4 separate regions of the Rattus norvegicus genome follow, and all the other regions are linked to region 2. The links are chromatin contacts, called in public Hi-C maps. All regions are on one chromosome and are shown on one strand. The core of a region is the stretch at or near the end of the contact, and the rest is flanking DNA. Distances in the headings are between cores, read along the strand shown. Region 1 holds the start of Zfp438 (zinc finger protein 438). Region 2 holds the start of Zeb1 (zinc finger E-box binding homeobox 1). Region 3 overlaps LOC108348573 (a long non-coding RNA gene). Region 4 has its middle 110 kb from the start of Ndufb3l3.

What was found. Hi-C and Micro-C count contacts between places; a contact is called where the count stands out from the background.
Region 1: a Hi-C map of liver shows a contact between it and region 2, with 2.0 times the contacts expected there. The contact joins the promoter of Zfp438 here to the promoter of Zeb1 in region 2. A contact is called at or near these places in 2 of 12 Hi-C or Micro-C datasets (frontal cortex and liver) and 1 of 1 datasets of contacts at active chromatin or transcription factors (oligodendrocytes).
Region 3: a Hi-C map of liver shows a contact between it and region 2, with 4 times the contacts expected there. The contact joins the enhancer-like site here to the promoter of Zeb1 in region 2. A contact is called at or near these places in 2 of 12 Hi-C or Micro-C datasets (liver and psoas muscle) and 1 of 1 datasets of contacts at active chromatin or transcription factors (oligodendrocytes).
Region 4: a Hi-C map of Schwann cells shows a contact between it and region 2, with 9 times the contacts expected there. The contact joins the enhancer-like site here to the promoter of Zeb1 in region 2. A contact is called at or near these places in 1 of 12 Hi-C or Micro-C datasets (Schwann cells) and 1 of 1 datasets of contacts at active chromatin or transcription factors (oligodendrocytes).

The regions. Positions count from the first base shown.
Region 1 is chr17:57,119,762-57,123,111 of GRCr8, forward strand. Zfp438 (zinc finger protein 438) reads left to right here and starts at 1,876. Exons shown (of 5, transcript NM_001107358.1): 1 at 1,876-1,970. It overlaps LOC108348574 (a long non-coding RNA gene), which reads right to left and starts at 1,836. Exons shown (of 3, transcript XR_001841939.3): 1 at 1,723-1,836.
Region 2 is chr17:56,809,057-56,812,090 of GRCr8, forward strand. It overlaps Zeb1 (zinc finger E-box binding homeobox 1), which reads right to left and starts at 1,597. Exons shown (of 8, transcript NM_001308265.2): 1 at 1,517-1,597. The coding sequence starts at 1,574. LOC120097728 (translation initiation factor IF-2-like) reads left to right here and starts at 710. Exons shown (of 3, transcript XR_010059212.1): 1 at 710-1,333.
Region 3 is chr17:57,294,323-57,297,430 of GRCr8, forward strand. It overlaps LOC108348573 (a long non-coding RNA gene), which reads left to right. Exons shown (of 4, transcript XR_010059216.1): 4 at 1-3,108. Among named protein-coding and RNA genes, the nearest start is that of Ndufb3l3, 95 kb to the left of the region's middle. Within about 2 kb of position 1,644, at least 49 of the 93 cell types and tissues checked have an H3K27ac peak or open chromatin away from gene starts, as enhancers often do. A contact at or near this core is called in liver, where this site is marked.
Region 4 is chr17:57,313,726-57,316,898 of GRCr8, forward strand. No RefSeq gene overlaps it. Among named protein-coding and RNA genes, the nearest start is that of Ndufb3l3, 110 kb to the left of the region's middle. Within about 2 kb of position 1,691, at least 44 of the 93 cell types and tissues checked have an H3K27ac peak or open chromatin away from gene starts, as enhancers often do. A contact at or near this core is called in Schwann cells, where this site is marked.

The sequences.
Region 1 (3,350 bases), core at 626-3,125, 310 kb after region 2:
TGATGGGAGATACATTCACCTGTGAAAGATGGCATTACAGAATATACTTGCACAGAAGCTCAGTCACATTTGGTGGAGCTTCTGTAATGAACTTGAATTTGGTGTAAGTGAGCAAGGAGAAGCTAGCATGGAAGTATTTCCTGTAGAGAGAGGAGCTGCGCACAGAGCTGCCTTTAGACAATAGATGCCTGTACTGTCCAGATTTGACACTCAGAACGCTAAGGCACTCCACCCTGAGTCTTGGGGGTGTCGGTCTATTCACCATGCGCTATACTAAAACCTATACTGAAAACGTTTAACACATTTGCTATATAATATTTCCACTCTGAAAAAAATTACATATGACATTTGCCTGTGGGAGAATCTCAGGTAATAATTAGAAGATTACTTTAGAAAATTCATGTTTTGAGAAATGATATTGAAGACTTATAAACATGTGAATAATGAAAACACAGTATATTAAGATTGTTCTTGATGAAAAATAAATACAATGTAAAGATATGTGTAAGTTTTAAAATGATATTTTTTCTACATTGTTGCACAAAATAAAAGTCTTGTTAAAATTATGTACAGACTACAAATTTATCTGATGTCATTTGATAAGAATCAAAAGAGTACATGGTATTTAAGTGCACAGATTAAGTTCTTTCAAAATGAATTATGTATATTTTCCTGGAATACATTATTGTTGTACTTCACTTTTTTGAGGCAGGAGCTCTTTGGTCCAGACTGTCCTGGAACTCTCTTAGGCTGGCATGGAACTCAACTCTCCTCCTGTCTTAGTGAAGTGTATTTTCAACCAGCTCTCGTCTCTGGTTAAAAGCTACCATTTTCCTGCCATTACTCCCAAGGTAAAGTGTAAACAAATCATTGTTTAGATTTAGATACAGGAACTCTCAGGCGAAATCCCTGACCTGGCCTTTTGCCTATAAATTATATCCTGAATTATACTGAATTATGAATATACAAATTATACTCAGTATATCCTCTTCTAAGACTAGTTCCAACACAGTTTGAAATGCTTTTTTTTTTTAAATAAGGTTTTCAGTCTAAAGGAGTAATGTGGGGCTCCTAGGAAGCAGATTTCAAGTCTTCAGATTCTGTGGTCCACTCTGTCTTCACTTTCTTTGCAGTGGTCTTTTATCCAGAGCTGGACTTAAAACAGCTAACTTTCCTGGAAAGTTTCACAGGTCACTTGTTAAACTTAACAGGTGACTTGCAAAAGGTTTCCTGGGGCCAAAAAGGGAAAGGCAGTAGAAGAGTAGAAGATGCTCCCTTCAGCAATAGGCAGCAAGAACCTCACGGAGGGCGGGGCCGCTCTGCAGCAGGAGACCGCGAAATGTCGGAGCCGGAAGGGCGGGTCTCGGGGGCGTGGCCTAGCCGGGTGTCGGCCGGCCTGGCAAAGGCGGGGCTTTCAGTGGTTGGTCTGGAGGGGCGTGGTCCACTCTTAGTGGGCGTGTCTCTCCGGGCGCGGGCGGGCGGGAGTGGCTGGGTCGGGGCAGAAGTGAGACAGCGCAAAGGACCATGGGAAAGGTGCCCCTATGACCCCGGCGGAGAACAGTGTCTGTTACCAAACGTGTAGCAGTTTTAGTGAACAGGTGAGGGGACGGAAGGCAGTATCTGAGGAAAAACTACGTAAGAACCCTTTCGCCGGCCCTAAGCCCGGGCGAGAACTTGATTTGATCCCGTGGTCTCTCCCTTTCTGTCAATCGACCCCCCTACCTTCTCGCCTCTGGGGCTCTGTGAAGATGGTGAAGAGTGGCAGACTAAGTACGCCAGCCTGCGAAGCTCACAGGCACAAGGCAGTTGGCCGTGTGCGCTTGCGCGCCGGTCGAGGCAGGGCGGGATGGGGCGTCTCCCGCCGCGTGCTGGAGGCGGGGCCTAGGCTGGAGCGCCGCGCCCGCCGGCTGACCTCGTTGAAGCCGGCCCGTGACGTCACCCCGCCGTGACGCGTACGCAGTAGGAAAACTGTAAGTTTGGCGAGGATCCTGCGGCTGCCTGGCTTGCGGGGCTCGCGGGGCCTGCGGGCTGCTCGCTGTCGCGGTCCCGGTGTTGATCGCGGGCACCGGGAAGCCTCGGGACACACGGGAGCTGCCGAGCGTGACGCCGGGCTGGTGGCCGCCCCAAGTGGGAGCGCGCCCTCCCGGCAGCACCAGCTTATGGAGGCGAGGCTGTTCCAGAGCCTGGCCGGCTCTTTTCCCACCGGCCTGTGACAGCCAAGAGCGGGCGACTAAGGCCTGGGAACCGGGAACTGGCGAGGCCCTCCTTAAAATTCTTTGATAAAAGAGATGGGATTTCCAGAGTCCATTCTCATCTTCCAGTAGGACATGCTTGGTCAGTCTGGGATGGAGAACCCCTTCGAAGACTAGCTGCCCAGTGTTCACCTTTCCTTGGGATCCTGCAAATGCCCAGGTCTCTGATGACAAATTACATCCTGTGTTGCCTTGCCTCAAGCCTTCTTTATTTTCATTTCCAAAGGACCGAAATGTCTTGAAACCCTGTGAGCTAAACTAAGCTATGTTATCCTACACAACGGTTAAGACAACATTTATTATTCTGAGGAGTGTGGTAACTTGTATGTAAGGATCTTTCTCATGGCTTTACCTCCCACACACACCTACCCCAACCCATTGGATCATGACTTTTGAACCTGAAGATATCTCAGCTACAGTAATAGTTGATCAGGAATCAATAAATAACTGGTATCACTATCACAGAGATCTTGGCAATACTTGTTCCCCTGGTCTGGCTATTACAGAAAAGTGTTTTTAGCAACCCAGAACTAATATACTCAACACAAATGCGTAGATTCAGCTTGTCTGCCTGTATGGTTTAAAAATCTTGCCTTCAGATGAATGAGTTAGTTATAACATTGTAACACTTCTCCAACTCTGGTACAGTACTTCTCAGGAACGTTGAAGGGAATATACACACCCTAGGATGGACTTATATAGTAGATTAATTAAGAGGCCACATTTTTGTGACTTCAGTGGAGAGTGTTAATATTCTTACAGAGGACCGACCCCTTGAATAAAAGCAGGACTTCTAAGTTTTGTTCTCCTGTTAGTAGTTTTCCAAAGACAAGTTGCCTAAGTCTTAGAACTGTTTTTAAAAGTCTGTCTCTAACCTGGGAGATGATAGTATAGCTTTTGTTAACATTTACAAGGATCAGATGAGACTTTGAGGGAGAGCAGCTTTCTAAGTATGGCATTGTTGTTTGCATCAGACCCTATCCATGAATCAGACCTGGAAAGAACTCTGTCTCAGGACAGTGGAGAAGTAGACACAAACAATGGGCACACAAAGTTGTTTGTGTGTGGGGAGGGGATGTTGGCTTGTTCTAGGGTGGG
Region 2 (3,034 bases), core at 347-2,846:
GGGCGCGCCACGGTTGCCACTTAAACAGGATTTCCTAATTCTCTGGACGACACATTGATGCCATCAGGGGCATATTTATTACCCCCAATCTTAAAAACTCGTTCAACACCCCGCGGGAGCCCCACGCAGCCACTGGGTACGAAAGGCATGAGGAATTCCTTATATAGCCGCGGCCGCGGCAGCACAGGGCTGTGGCCGCCCATCACCACACACAGGTACCCGGGCGGGGGCATCCCCCGGCCGCCGCCGCAGGGACTGTCCAGACAATGACCAGGAGCAGAGGCTGTCCGCGCTGCAAGCTGAGAGCACACACTCGCCTAAGAGGGGCATCACCCAGCAACTCCCCGCGTCTCCCCACGCTGGGAGAGCCCATGGGGCACCCACCGACAAAAGTCGAGGTGTCTTATTCTCTCCTAGTGCCTGTAGCTTTTTCTCTTAAGAAACAAAACAAAACAAAAAACCCCAACAACAACAACAAGAACAACAACAAGAACAACAACAAAAAACTCTGCAGCCAGGCCAAGGAGGAGTGTGTTTCCCTGGCACATCCGCGGAAATCAATACCCCGCGCAGCTGCACCGCTAGCCGCAGCCCCGTGCGCCCGTCGGGCCGCCAGCCCCCTCCCCCACCCGCCCCACTCGCGACCCCGTGCGCCAGCCCAGCTCCATTATCTGTCCTCTGCTCGCGCGTCGGGCCCAGGTAACAACTTCCCCAAACCGAAAGAGCCAAAGCGAGGCGCATGCACACAGCCCCGTGCCCGCCGGGACTCGGGCTGTCCGGGTGTCCCGACCTGTCTGTGCTGTTTCCCGGCCCGCAGGCGGCGAGTCCACGCACACACACGCCCTGTGGCAGCAGCCAGGAGCCGCCAGAGCGTGCCCGGCCCCCGACGGGCACCGCAGGCGCCGGGTTCCAACCCCCTGAGCGCCCGGCTCACGGCGGCCCCGCGCGTCCCCATCCCCGCCCGCCCGCGAGCGCGCGGGGCGCAACTTTCCCGCGGGCGCCCGACCCGGCGCGCAGCGCCCGCTCCCGCGCACACGCGCGCACGGTCGACACGCAGCCGACACGCAACTGGCCCGCGACCGCCCGTCCTCTCCCGCCCGCGCCCGCCCCGCAGTCCGCGCCCGCCCGCCGCAAGTTTGTTCCCCGCCGCCGCGGCCTGCGCGGAGGGAGGATCGCGCGCGGGGAGGCGCCGAGGGGCAGCAAGAGTGGAGAAAGTGCGGAAAGAAGCAACAGCCGCTCCACCCGCGGGCGGAAAAGTGGCCGGGCGCGGCGGCGGGATGCGGCGCGGCTAACGGTCCCCGGCGGCCGCCCGAGCCGCTAGGCGCAGAGGCAGGTAAGACATAACGGTCCAGGACGGCGGCCGCGGCGGCGGCGGCGGCGGCGGCAGCGGGGCGCACTACTTTACTTTCCCACTCCACTCGGCCCGGCCCCGCCGCCGCCCCCGGCCCGCTCGGCCCCGCGCCCCTCGCCCGGCAGCCCGCTGCCCGCCGCCACGCCGGGCCCCTCCGCCACTCACCGTTATTGCGCCGCGGGTTCGCCTGCTTTCTGCGCTTACACCTGGGGCCATCCGCCATGATCCTCTCGCTTGTGTCTAAATGCTCGAGTCACCTCCTCCCCCTCCTCCCTCCCTCCCTCCCTCCCCTTCCCCCCCCCACCCGCCGCCTCCACCCCTCCCCCTCCCCACCGCACCTGGTTTACGACACTCGGGGCTTTACGACATCACCTTCCTAACACCTAGCGGCGCTCGCTCTACGGCCGGAACCTTGTTGCTAGGGCCGGGGTGGTTTGCGGCAGCCTTAGACGCTGCGGAGTTTGAATCGTGGAGGCGAGGGAAAAGTTTTGCTCAGGTGTGGTGGGGTAGCGGAGAACGGTTCAGGGACTCTAGGGACAGGAACGGGAGGCTGCAGCATGGCTTCCTAGGCCAGGTGGAGCTGTAGGCATGGGCCACACCCGCTCAGCCCTCGCGCGGTGGAGTGCGCACTCTGCGGACCCGCGCGCTTCTGCTGTGGGTGCGGAGACCCGCGCGTGCGCCCCGGGGACGTGGACAACCAGGACTTGTCGCGCGCGAGCTACCTGACCCGTTGTGCCTCCTCCCTCCCCTCCCACGGACGCGCGGGTTTCCCCAGCCTACCCGGACGGGAAGTGACAGCAGTTGGGTTGAACTTCAGCAGGACAGACCGAGGCCAGAAATTCCGCTCGCAGGAAAGCAGCATGAGTAATCCTCCACACGGTGCCAGGCTCACTTCCTCATCCGCGCCTAGCTCACCTGCTGTCACCTTGCCTCCCCGCCCTGCAGACCCCAGGGTCGTGGTGCTCAAGAGTTGTAGTGACTTGCCTTTGGGACAAAAACAGCCCTAGGGGAGTATGCTCAGAAACCTGTAATCCGAAGCATCTGGAACCTGAGGCAAGAGGTTGGCAGCCTCAGGGGGCCAGCCTGTGCTATGAGTGGAACCCTGTCTTAAAATAACTAGTTTTCCACAAATCTGAGCAGTTCTCGAAGTGTGAAGGCCTCAAGGCTAAAAGCAAGGTTGTCTAGTGTGGGTTGAGGCTGGTTTTTATCTTAAGTCCTTCGACTTTGTACAAGACCCAAAACACCTTGATACCTGTTTTCAGAAATTGGGACTTAAATTGACCTTTCTCCCTCTGCTTCCCACCCCTTTTCAAAGGAGGAATTGTGTGGGACCACTCTTATGAGATAAATTAGCTAGGCTGTTATTTCAGATGTGTAGTTACTGATTTAAGTGTATTTATAAATAGAGATAACAACCCAGAAACATGCCTTAGAATGTAAGAAATACTACATTAAATCAGCACAGATCGGATAAATGACACCCACTTATTAGGTTTCTGCCTTCGGGTTCTCGCACACACTAGCAGTCTTTACATGTGGGAGGTGGAGGCAGCAAGGTCACAAGTACTAAGCCAACTTTGCACAGTGAGACCCTGACCATAAAAACAACTCCAACCTCCAAATGTTAAAAGACTCATTAAACTGAAGTAAGTGTTCATCTGGGGTCCAGTAATTAAAATGCAC
Region 3 (3,108 bases), core at 394-2,893, 490 kb after region 2:
CTCTTGATGGTCACGTGTCCCTGGCAGATGAGACCCATTTCCCTGCAGCTCAGACAGGTGACTCCATTTTTTTTTTTTTTGCCCTCTTTCCCAGTCCATAACCGCCAACAGTCATCTGTGTGAACATTAAGCTTAGTCGGTGATGGGCTCTCTAGCAGGTCTGCTGACCATGGAGGACAAAGTCTTCTGCCTACAGCTCTCTCAGTCTCCAAATTTAAATATTGTAACTTGACCTGTTCTTTGAAACCAAATATTAGCAAGGGCGCCCAACATGCTCTTGCCTACTGAATCTCTCCTTCTGGCAGGTCAGTCATCTGTGCCGTGGACCAGCCACCTGAGGCTTTTCTGGGCTTCCTGAGGGTAGGCAGGCAACGGTCCCCTCCAATACACACATGTCTACAGCTGCTCCTGTCGTCACAGGAAGCCGAGTGAAGAATCCTATTCCTTCCTGCAGGTGGCCTTCGTTCACTGTTCCTGGCCTCTCATGACCCCGAGTTCCTCCCAGGAAGCCGCATGTTCCTTATTTATTATCTAACTGATGAACTATTTGGGTCTGCTACCTAAGGGCTACTTGGCACTTCCTCAGCTTGCAGCCAGGGGATGAGAGTTTGTGTGGAGTGCTGGCTCCCTTTGTGCCCTCTGCAATGAGGCGGAGTGTTTTGAAGGATGTGGTCTCACTGTCATAGCCTCAGCCAGGAACTCTCCTCGTCTGCCCACCCTTCTGGAAATATGAACTTTATTGTCCCTATGGAGTGAGATAAGGACATCATGGACCTAATCATGTTTTGTTCTTCCTATATAGTGCCTTGGTTTTGAGTAAAGCAGTTCCCAATGAATCATGGGTAGAGGAGCCTCAGTCCTCTTCGGGAACCATCTGGAGAATGGGAAGTTTTCTGGGGGAGGAAAAGATTGATGAAGAAAAGCAAATGCCTGGGAGCCTCTCCCTTGGAATGTACAGACATCAGTAAATGTCCCTAACCAGGATATCACTTAAGGGCCTGAGCTGGCAGCTGCCTGGGGCCTCACCCATTGTGGCCTCTCCTTGTACTTTCTGGGAGAGTAGTCAATCCTGAGTTCCTGAACCTAGGGTATTATATCCTGGGCACAACTGTGCATAAATCTACCTTTTGATATGTATTCACTCCTGTTGCATTCACAGCAGGGGAAAAGCCTCATTGGAAACAAGCCAGAATGAGATATATAATGATGTTGTTTAGAGGCAACAGTTTCTTTCCGTGTTGTTGACAGTAAAATAAATTAGCATAATAAACATAATTTGCTCAAAAAAAAACAGCTAAGGAAAAGCAGATGGTTAGTACATTCCTGTAGGACCTGTTGGTCCAAGTTTGCACGGATGTTTAGCGGTTTGGGCTGCTTGCAACAGATGCTCTCCCTGGTTCCAGGTTCCAGCACTAACTGGTGGGGCCCCTCTCAACAGGCAGTCTCCTCTGCGGGATCCGGTGCCTAGAAAGAGGTGCAGCCGGGTCCCCAGCACTTTGGTGTGCATGATAGGGCCAGCCCCAGGAGAGGAGCCCAAGCAGCAGGTTGGCCTCCCCGCAGCGCAGAGTCAGAGCCTGCAAACCTCCTTGGGCCATTAGCATTCAAGTCCCGTCGCCTGCCCTGAGTCATCCTTTGTGCACCGGGAACAAGGGAGCTTTCTTCCGGGGAGGATGGCGCCAAAATGTTCCAGCATCCAGAGGCTTCTGGGGCCAGTGTGCCTCGTTCATGGAAGAGAAAAGTTGTTGCTGCTGCTGCTGCTGTTGTTGTTGCTGCTGTTATTGTTGTTCCCCCCACCCCGGGAGGGTCGTGGTGCTTGGAGGGTTCCTTTTCCTCTTTGGATTGGAAGTGAAAGGACCTGAGGGTCACTGCCATTGCAAGTCCACTCATGCCCTGAATTTGCACCAGGCAGAGGCTCATTAGCAGTCTCCCATAATGCTGCATTCTTTCCTGAAAACAGAGAGGAAAGCCAAGCAGAACGGAGCCAGTAGGGAGCTGCACAGAAATGCTCACTGTACTCAGTTGGAGGGGCTGAGGGCTCAGGGCTGCGATCAAGGGAGAACTGGTCTCAGCTACTGGGCACTCTGCTACTGCCTGGACACTTCTGTGTCAAAGTCTGGGTGATGGGTACTGGAGAGTCTGAAGATGTGCAAGAAGCTCTTTGGGGTGGAAAGAGGTTAGAGTAGAATAGAAAATACCCAGTGAAAGGACAGCCTGTCCTGGGGTAGCAGCAGCAGCCCACAGATTATTAACACTGGAGTTAGCCAGAGTCTGGGACCCCAGAGATAGGTGAGCTTTCCCCTGCTGGGTCATGGCGTGACAGCCTTATTACTGCAACAGCAGCATGCAAGGGAACTCAGTGGGTCAGAAGGTACATTTATTTCCATCTGCTCATCCCAAGGGTCTTTTGAGCAGAACTTGAACAAGCAGGATCTGTCCCAAGATGTGTTCCTCCCTGTATCTGCCTTCTTCCCACGCACGTTAGCGGTTTAGCTAAAGTTGGATGTCAGTTTTGGTCTCCATTATCATCCTCACACTAAATCCTTCTAAAATGCTTTATCAATGCTGAGCCCAGGGACCGCACCAAGTTCACATGCTGCTCTTCATGGCGTGGGTTCCAACCACCACCACCTTCTCCACAACTCTCCTCCCTACAGCTCAATGTTAGAATTGCTGTCCTTCAGCTTTCAAGCCTGCTCTTAGGAGCCAGGGTCTTAGGAAATGAGAGACTGGTGAGGGTAGGGTGCTGGGGTCAGTGAGGGAGAGCAGAGGCAGAAGGTGACAGGGAGAAAGCATGCAGACTGGAAGAAGCAGACGACCCTTCTAAAGGGAAGGCAGAGGCTAGATGGTAACGGAGAGCCTTGCTCAACAGTGTAGCCAAGGATGGCCAGGCTAGAGGGAGTCCCATGTTGGAGCCCCAGCTCTATCAACCCTGCACAGGCCAGTGGAGGCACAGTGTAGCCAAGAGTCACACATTATGAGGGGTTCTCGTTGGCACGGGGGCTGGAGACTCCTGGTTCTTGTTATGTTCTCTTCAGAAAGGAGAGTTGAGCAATACACCTATGGCCGCCACCCTCACCAGGAGCCTGTCCTTACTCTAGGTGGCACACA
Region 4 (3,173 bases), core at 441-2,940, 500 kb after region 2:
ACAAGAGCCCAGAATCTGTAAGACAGAAATGGGGAGAGAGAGAGAGAGAGAGAGAGAGAGAGAGAGAGAGAGGAGAGAGGGAGGAGAAAGAGGAGAGAGGGAGGAGAAAGAGGAGAGAGGAGAGAGGAGAGAGGGAAGAGAAAGAGGAGAGAGGAGATAGGAGAGAGGAGAGAAGAGAGAGGAGAGGGGGAGGGGAAAGGGGAGAGGGGAGGGGGAAGGGGAGGGGGAGGAAAGGAGAGGAGAGAGGAGAGAGGAGGGGGAGGAGAGAGGAGAGAGGAGAGGGGGAGGGGAGAGAGGAGAGAGGAGAGAGGAGAGAGGGAGGAGAAAGAGGAGAGAGGAGAGGGGAGGGGAGGGGGAGGAGAGGAGAGAGGAGAGAGGGAGGAGAAAGAGGAGAGAGGAGAGGGGAGGGGAGGGGGAGGAGAGGAGAGAGGAGAGAGGAGGGGGAGGAGAGAGGAGAGAGGGAGGAGAAAGAGGAGAGAGGAGAGAGAAGAGAGGAGAGAGGAGAGGGGAGGGGGAGGAGAGGAGAGGAGAGAGGAGAGGGGAGGGGGGAGGGGGAGGGGGAGGAAAGGAGAGGAGAGGAGAGGAGAGAGGAGAGAGGAGGGGGAGGAGAAAGGAGAGAGGAGAGAGGAGAGAGGAGAGAGGAGAGAGGAGAGAGGAGAGAAGAGAGAGGAGAGAGGAGAGAGGGAGGAGAAAGAGGAGAGAGGGAGGAGAGGGGGAGGGGAAGGAGAGGGGGAGGGGAAGGAGATGGGGAGGGGGAGGAGAGGAGAGGGGAGGGGGAGGGGAGAGGGGAGAGGGGAAAGAGGCAGGGGAGAAAGTGGAGTGGAGAAAGACCGGAAGAGGGAAAGGGGAGGGGAGGGGAAAGGGGAAAGGAGGGGGAGGGGAGAGGAGGGGGAGAGAGGGAGGGGGGGTTGCGGCAGGTGCTCACTTAGCCCTGGCCTTCACTTGACTGTAAGCACAGTAACAGCCTGGGTTTTGGAGAGGCCTGGGAGAGCAAGAGGCAGGCAGGGAGAAGGCAATCCAGCTGGGTTTATAAATGCCACGGAGAATGGAGAGTTCTAGGCCCCAGGCAGCTTCAGGCCCTGGAGTAGTTGAAGGGTAGACTCCATCTCTATGGAGCTGGGACAACAGAAGAGGTACAGAGGCCAGAGGCCAGCCACCCCAATGCCAACATGCCTCAGATTAGATACCAGGTCTGTGTTCTCTGTACCAGGCTCAGGAGTAGGCTGCAGGAAGCCTCAGACCTGAGCCCTCGGGCTGTTCCAAGAGCTTCACTCATCCTTAGCGGAAGAAGAGAAGGGGAGAGTACTGAATTTCTGATTCTTCCCTGGTTCTGCCCAGCCCAGCTTTCCTTCGTGGGCCATAGACCATTTTATGACTGGTAAATAAGGGATGTTGTTATACAACGTTTTAGTCAGAAAGATGCATCCAACTGTAAGCCTCACCTTATGCTGTGGTGGGCGGGAGGTAGGACGTGGAGACACAGAAGCGGTTTTGTGCTCAACAACGGCTGTAGGGCTGACAAAGCCATAGCTAGCTTGGTTGTGAGTGTAGGCGGTTAGGGCCTAGTGGGGAATGGGCGTGGCTTGGAAGATGGCCAAGGGTTGCCTTGCGTTGTTCCTCACTGCTACCCAGACGCCCTGGCTGGAGAGGGAGAGGCTCTGCCTGTGTTCCCCATATCTACCAAGGAAGGTACAACCCCAGGACATGTTGCTTTGTCCCTGGGAGTCACCTGACTTGCCCTGCAGAAAGCAGCCCTAACTGGAGGACTAAATTCTGCCTGCACGGGTACAGGGTATCGCACGGAGCTGGACTGAGGAGGGCTGCTTTTCTGAGTGGTGTAGGGATGGGCAGGTGCCCTCCCGCATGCCAACCGTCAGAGCATATTTGAGTCCAACATTCCGGGAGCTTTGTCACTAGATCTCAGGGCAGGACACCCACAGGCTGCCTGCTGGGGCCAGATAACTCAGGATCTCTGACACAGTCAGGTTTAATTGTCTCTAGCTGTTACAAACCCCAGGCTAACAGCCTCTGAAGACTCTGCACTCCCCAACGCCTACCCCACAACCTCCCCGCTAAGAATCTCAGCCTTGCCCTCCCCATTTCTTTTCAGTGCGACAAATGCCTCGTGCTCCTAAAAGCTGGCACAGGAACTTCCTGAAGAGGTCAGACTAAGGCTGCTTCACCCTACTTATTCAATATGCGAGTTCATCCTGAACGGCCAAGGGGCAGCCTGCTAGAAAAAAGGAAGCTTCCCGAGGCTCTCAGCCTTGGCAGGCTTTGGCGCGTCTTGGACGCACTTGCTTCCTCCGGTTGCTCTCGGTGGGCCTTGCCTTCGCGTTCCATCAGCTGTTAGCAGGTGGCTCTTGGGTTTGGGTAAGCCGGGCTGATCAACTTGGTCCTGTGTGCTGAAGTCTGGCCCTCTGAAACCAGTTTCTTTCTCCAGCTGGTGGGCTGGCTCCCTGGCTGAGCCTGAAGCCCCCTCTGCTGGTGGCGTAACTCCACTACATCCTAAAGAGGCCCCAATGGGGTAGCCACTCAGCACCTGCACTAGAGATGGTAATGCAATTCCCAGTTACTTTTTCTCAGTGCTCTAAGATGACGGGAATGGAAATTCAAAAACAGATAACTTACTAACGCCTTTCCCACACTGACTTCTTTTTCTTTTTGAGGCAGATTGTTTTTAGGTAGCCCATGCTGACCTGCCTCTTTAGCTCCAGGACTATAGGCCTGGCCTGCCTACGTGGAATTTGAAGCATTTTAGACTTAGAAGTCTGGGTTTTGGGGATGAGGGGGTGGGGATGTGGGAGGGGGGTGTTACACAGTTCAGAAACCCATTAGCAGGACACAACTGCCTCTCTGTGCTCAGCTCAGCTCAGCACAGCTCAGCTCCCTCTGCCGAGTTTCTGGGATAGCGTCTTTCTTTTTTATCTTTCTGAGATCCAGCAGGAGTCTAGAGTTTAGAGCAGTGGCTCAGTGCTTCTTGGGGAAAACAGAAACAACTTAGCAAAGCTATTTGCCGTCACTGAATACAAAGTCTGTCCACTGAACTGTTGGAGCGCAGAAAGTGGTAGATGTCGTAGCCCCTGGGGAGAGACAGCAATTTCTAAATCTGTGCAACTTTGTTCCTTATAAGAGGCTTCCTGCTCCTGTGGGACTTGCTCACAGCCCACCAG